Regions from separate parts of the Sus scrofa genome. Here region 1 is linked to region 2. The links are chromatin contacts, called in public HiChIP or PLAC-seq maps. All regions are on one chromosome and are shown on one strand. Each heading gives the region's core, a stretch centred on a gene start, on an enhancer-like site or on the middle of the called end of the contact. The rest is flanking DNA. Distances are from core to core; before and after follow the strand shown. Region 1 holds the start of RPS23 (ribosomal protein S23). Region 2 holds the start of ZFYVE16 (zinc finger FYVE domain-containing protein 16).

Region 1 (2,700 bases), core at 22-2,521, 1.6 Mb after region 2:
GTTTGGCTTCAACCCCTCTGAAACATAAACAGCATTAATGGAGTGAGCTGACTTTCTGAAAAGGCACATATTTTAATTCATTAAAAAAAAAAAACCCACAATATTCCTACCTTTTTGACCTAATTCTAAATTGCTAAATTTCCACCAAGCTTTTCTCAGTCTTAGTTTAATGAGACCAATGGGAGAAACTTCTGGCCTCTTTATAGCTGTAAAATATGAAGGAAGAACTAGAGCTATAAAGCCTGGATTCAGATCCTCACTGCCACTAAACTTGAGACACCCACAAAATTACAATTGCCATTTTATAAAATCAAAAAACAATTGAGTACTGGTAAATAGATGCAGCATACTCTACATTTGTTTTCTCAAGAGCAAAGACGTGATTGACTGCAAAGATGAAATAGTTGATGGGTGCGACTTTCTTAGAACAGTTTCCACACATATACGCTCTTTTAATGTCCATTATTTCATTACTGTTACTTTTTCCACTCCAATGCCACAATTCCTTCGAAACAATGTTAAAGTTTGGAAACCTCTGGAGGTTATTTAACTTTCCAACAACTGCGGCTACATAAAGACCAAGGGTTTACAGCCAACCTTAAGGGCATTTTTCTCGAGTTACCCTACTCAAATCCTGAAGGACGCAACAATGTACTTACACTTTTTCAAGCACAATTCCCTTGGCATGAGAAGCGCCTCCGAAAGGGTTGGCCTTCAGGGCTGTGCCCAAATGGGCTTTCTTGTACTGTTTATCGTGCCACTTCTGGTCCCGTCGGTGGCTACGGAGCTTCCTGGCAGTACGAAGACCGCGACACTTGCCTAAAAATCGAAATCACCTTAGTTCTGCACAATATACACCTAATCACATTTTACATCTTTTCAGATCCTAGTCTCACCTTGACTACAGACCGATAGACTCTGACATCACGCTCATGGCCCGAGCCTCAAGGTCCCCCTTGGACCAGGGACACAAGCGCTCCAACGGCTCTGCTTTCCCCAAAGAATGAGAACCCTCGGCAATTCTCAGGGGAAGCGGCGGCGGGCCCCCTGCGTCCCTCAGCGATTCTGGCTCCGCGGCCTCCGCGCCGCATGGGCCCGTTCCCGCCGGGCCATGTGCCAGCGGCAGTCGCGCTACCCCGGCTCTCATCATCGGTCGTCCCCGTGGCTCTCCCTCACCCCTCTGCTCCTATCTGCCCACTTGTCCTCCCGAAACCCTAAGTTCCACGTGCGGCCGCCCTCAGCACAGCCCCCGACAGCTCACCCATCCTGCCGGCGCCACGGGCCTGAGCAAAAGAGAGAAGTAAGACAGGAAGGAACCACAAACCCCCGCGATCAAGCCCCGCCCATCCGAGGACCCTGCGGCTGTCTGCGCAGAGCCTGGTCCGGTAGCCGCCTCTCGGTAGAAATCTACAAGCCTGCACCACTTTCCAGAATCTGCGTCTTATTTAATTTGTGTGCAATTCAGATGTATCCAATTTTCACCGTGGTTTATTTCTTTTTAACGAGAATGCGGCGGGCAGAAGGGACGAGGACTACCAATCCCAGAAGCCTTTGCCCAAGCCCTTCCCACAGCGCAGGCGCTCTGGGCAAACCCCCCCGCTGCAGGTTCAGTGGAGCTGAAGTCGGAAGAAGAAATCTTGCTCCTGTGTGTACGTGTGGTGGAGTGGGGCATTGTGTTTATGTTGTGTAAAATTAGACTTCGGAGCCTTAACTGCTACTGACAAGAAACACAGTACATTGAAAAAAACTTTAGTAAAGCAACATGCCGTACTGTATATAGACCCACGCTTTAATGCGAGATCGCGCCTTAAATTCCAAAGCTGCTACTTTGACTGTGCGACCTTGGGTGATTCATTTAATTCTTTAAACCCCAGTTTCTCCTGGAAAATTAAATAGATAAGTTTTCTGGGATGTTAGTTCATTTCATAATTACTTTTTAAAAATGTCTTCCCTGTTCTGGGCTCTGTTCTAGGCACTAGGGCTGCAACAGGGGATACAATTTTCGAGAGTGAAGGTTTCTGTTTTTATAAAAATCTATATTTTAGGTACGAGAAAGTAGAAAATAAAAGTATTTAAACGTCAAAAGATAATTTTAAGTATGACAAGCTCCTGAGAAAACACAGTTGGTTTGGTGTTAGTGACTTGGAGTGGGGGGTGGCTACTCTGGATAGGGTGGCGTTAGGAAGTATTTTGCTGTAGAGCGCTGAGATCTGTATTTAGTCACTTAATGATGGAACATGATGGCGGATAATGTGAGAAAAAGAATGTATATATGTGTGACTGGGTCACTTTGCTGTAGAGTAGAAAATTGACCGAACATTGTAATCCAGCTATAATGGAAAAAATACAAATATTTTTTTTTAAAAAGAAGGTGTCTCTGGAGAGTTTATATTTGAGCTGAGATCCTAAAGAGAGGGAGCCATTCAGACAAGCATATGGGTAAAGCCTTCCAAGAAGAGGTGTTCTCATAAGTAGCATGGGCTGAACTGAAGGATAGGGGTGGAGGAGCTGCATGAGGAGTAGTGTGGCATTAGATGAGGTCTGAGGGGTGCCTAGAGACATGGAGCCTGTAGACCATGGTAAACCATGTAGACCATGACTTTGTTTACTCATCCTGTGATTTTGAAAAGTTTGAAAACTTTGGAAAGTTTTCAGCTGGGGAGTAACAAGATAGGATTTATATTTTTCTAGGCTCACTCT
Region 2 (2,700 bases), core at 51-2,550:
TATTTTTATTTTTATTTTTTTTGCCTTTTTGGCCATTTTTTTAGGGCCGCACCCGTGGCATATGGAGGTTCCCCCGCTAGGGGTCTAATCAGAGCTACAGCTGCTGGCCTACACCAGAGTCACGCCAGATCTGAGCCGCATCTACGACCTACACCACAGATGGCAATGCCAGATCCTTAACCTACTGAGGGAGGCCAAGGAAACCCACTGAGCGAGGCCAAGGATTGAACCTGCAACCTCATGGTTCCTAGTTGGATTCGTTTCCACTGTGCCACGATGGGAACTCCACTTGTTTACTGTTTTTGGCTGCACCTGTGGCATATGGAAGTTTCTGGGCCAGAGGTTGAACCTATGCCTCAGCAGCCACTGAACCACTGCAGAGACGATGCACGATCTTTACCCCTGCACCACAGCAGGAACTCCTAAATCTTTGTATTCTGAAATAGCTCCTTATAATTTCCAAAAGAGAAGTTACTGAATTAGGTCATGTGAACATTTCTTTATCCGATTTGACAAGTAACTTTCCAAATTTTGTTCTAAGTTACATCCCCAAGAAGATAGGAGTCCTCATTTCACTCTATCCCCACCAATGGAGTTTCTTCAGAATATAAACAACCTGGCCAATTAGATCCAAGGGAAATAATGTCTCTTTTGTCTTCTTTTCATTATTAATGAGTTTTAACATTAATAAAATATGCAGTAGGCATTTAAATTTCTTAATTTGTGAACTGACCATTCGTACATATACTTTTCCCACTTATCTGTTTAAGGCCTTATTACTTTCTATTTCTAGTCTTTGTCCTTACACTGTGCAACAGAATATTTTTACCTCAAATATGCACTTGTACACAGGCATCTCTGCTGTGTTTCTTCAAGGGTAGTGACCCCATTTCATTTATCTGGGAGCAACACTGGGCACAGTAGAGACAATGCATACTGGGCTTTGTGTAATTATTTTTAGGATTAAACAAGCTAAGCTAAACATAAACGAGATAACCTAAGCAAAGCATCTAACACACTGTCACATAGCAGATGCTCAATAAATTATTTTAATCAATCAAAAGAAGTTTCACCACTGAAGCAAAACCACACTATTTCAGCGCTGAGGAAAATCAAGATAAAATATCTTTGAAAGATCACAAATTATATTTGTCCAAGTTCAAGATTTGGGATTTGAACACTGATTCAAATTACATCTGACTGCGATACTCTTGAGATACTACAACTCTGACATTTTTAAAGACCAGTATGAATTCTGAGCTGGTTAAAATCTTTCGGTAAGTGGTGGATTCTTTTCCCCAGTCTGTAATGACACCCTGGCCCCAGACAGACGTCTCTTCTTCCATTTAAATTTATAGGAAACTTCTGGTGAAAATAGTAAAACACAAGCACAAATATGCATCACATGATTGACATTTGCTTCTCCAGATTAATTAGCTTTTGTTTTCAGACAGGAAGGCAGCTGTTCTCCGACCACTGCCAGAAAAGCAGAACTAAAACAACCAGAAGGAAAGACTGAGCCCTTGGGAATGGCCAATCAGCTGGAGGGCCTGAGGCACTGCAGTGGGTTAGGAGCATTTTTTTGCTGCCGGGGCGGAGGGGGAGCTGGTTGCAAAACCAGTATGAAGCAAAAAAAAAAAAAAAAAAAAAAAAGGTTTTCCGGGAGGACAGCAGCGCGGAGAACAGGCCGGGTGTGTCCGGTACAGGCCCGAGCTGCCCGAGCTCTGCGCCAGCCCTGTGAACGCGGAGGCTGGGGGCGGGGAAGCTGTGTCTAGGTCAGCGAAGGGCACAGGAAGCAGGCCACCGACACTGGTCGCTTCGGGATCCCTGCCCCGGGGCCTCTAGTGGGAAACCGAGTCGAGGACTACAGAAGATCCTCCGTCGTCCCCCTCACCCCAGAACCGCCTCAGGCATTTCCGGTAAGCAGCCCAGCGCCCAGGGATTTAGATCCCGCATCGCAGCGCGCAGGCGCCTCGCGAGTAGGGAGGCCGCGGACGCGGACCGAGGGGGCGTGTGAGTCAAAGGAAAGCTTCCTCTGCGCCTGCGCTATCTGTTCTCCCCAGTTGCGGGTGAGGGAAGGTGGTGGAAACAAACCTTGAGCCGACGTCCCGCGCTCCCTGCACTCCCGGCCGGCGTCGCTCTTCATTCCTCTGCGCGGTGTCGCGTCCAGGCGTCAAAGAGCTCCGCCGGGGTGTGGGGAGGTAAGTGCCCCCTGCAACAGGCGTCTTGGCCTCTCTTCGCCCCTGCTGCCCTCACAGAGAAAGCAGGGTGGCCGCTGGTCTCTCTGCCCTGGGCGCCGGGGCTGGCCCTCCTGTCCCTCTAGGGGCCAAGCCTGGGCCCCCGATTCATCCCTTTCCCAAGCCCCCTGGGCTGGCCGGGAAAAAAGACTCAAACCAGGTTGCCGCTCGTTAAAGCCGGGAGGTGCGGACCAGGCCAGGATGGCAATCACGGCGGTTCTTTGCCGGGTCCCGCCCACCTGGGCCTCCCAGAGTGCACGGCGCTGGGGAGAGGGCGACCCCCGCTCTCGGCTGGTGCTGGGTGAAGCGCCCCCAGGGCTGCCATCCCGGCTAGAGAAGGGGCTGCGTCTGCTGGAGGGGCTGGTAGCCCCTGCGCTGAAAGGTCTCGGCACCGGCAGACGAATCTGTCATCGGCGCCCGAGTTTCGCAAAGCCCATTCCCCGCACCATCGTATTGTCTTACC

Evidence for each region. HiChIP or PLAC-seq counts read pairs in DNA pulled down with a chosen protein or histone mark.
Region 1: an H3K27ac HiChIP or PLAC-seq map of alveolar macrophages shows a contact between it and region 2. The contact joins the promoter of RPS23 here to the promoter of ZFYVE16 in region 2. A contact is called at or near these places in 1 of 47 Hi-C or Micro-C datasets (heart right ventricle) and 1 of 2 datasets of contacts at active chromatin or transcription factors (alveolar macrophages).

What each region holds. Positions count from the first base shown.
Region 1 is chr2:90,679,410-90,682,109 of Sscrofa11.1, forward strand. RPS23 (ribosomal protein S23) reads right to left here and starts at 1,272. Exons shown (of 4, transcript NM_213764.1): 1 at 1,262-1,272; 2 at 660-819; 3 at 1-17. The coding sequence starts at 1,265. It overlaps ATP6AP1L (V-type proton ATPase subunit S1-like protein), which reads left to right and starts at 1,573. Exons shown (of 11, transcript XR_002341797.1): 1 at 1,573-1,645.
Region 2 is chr2:89,043,560-89,046,259 of Sscrofa11.1, forward strand. It overlaps ZFYVE16 (zinc finger FYVE domain-containing protein 16), which reads left to right and starts at 1,301. Exons shown (of 18, transcript XM_021084492.1): 1 at 1,301-2,201.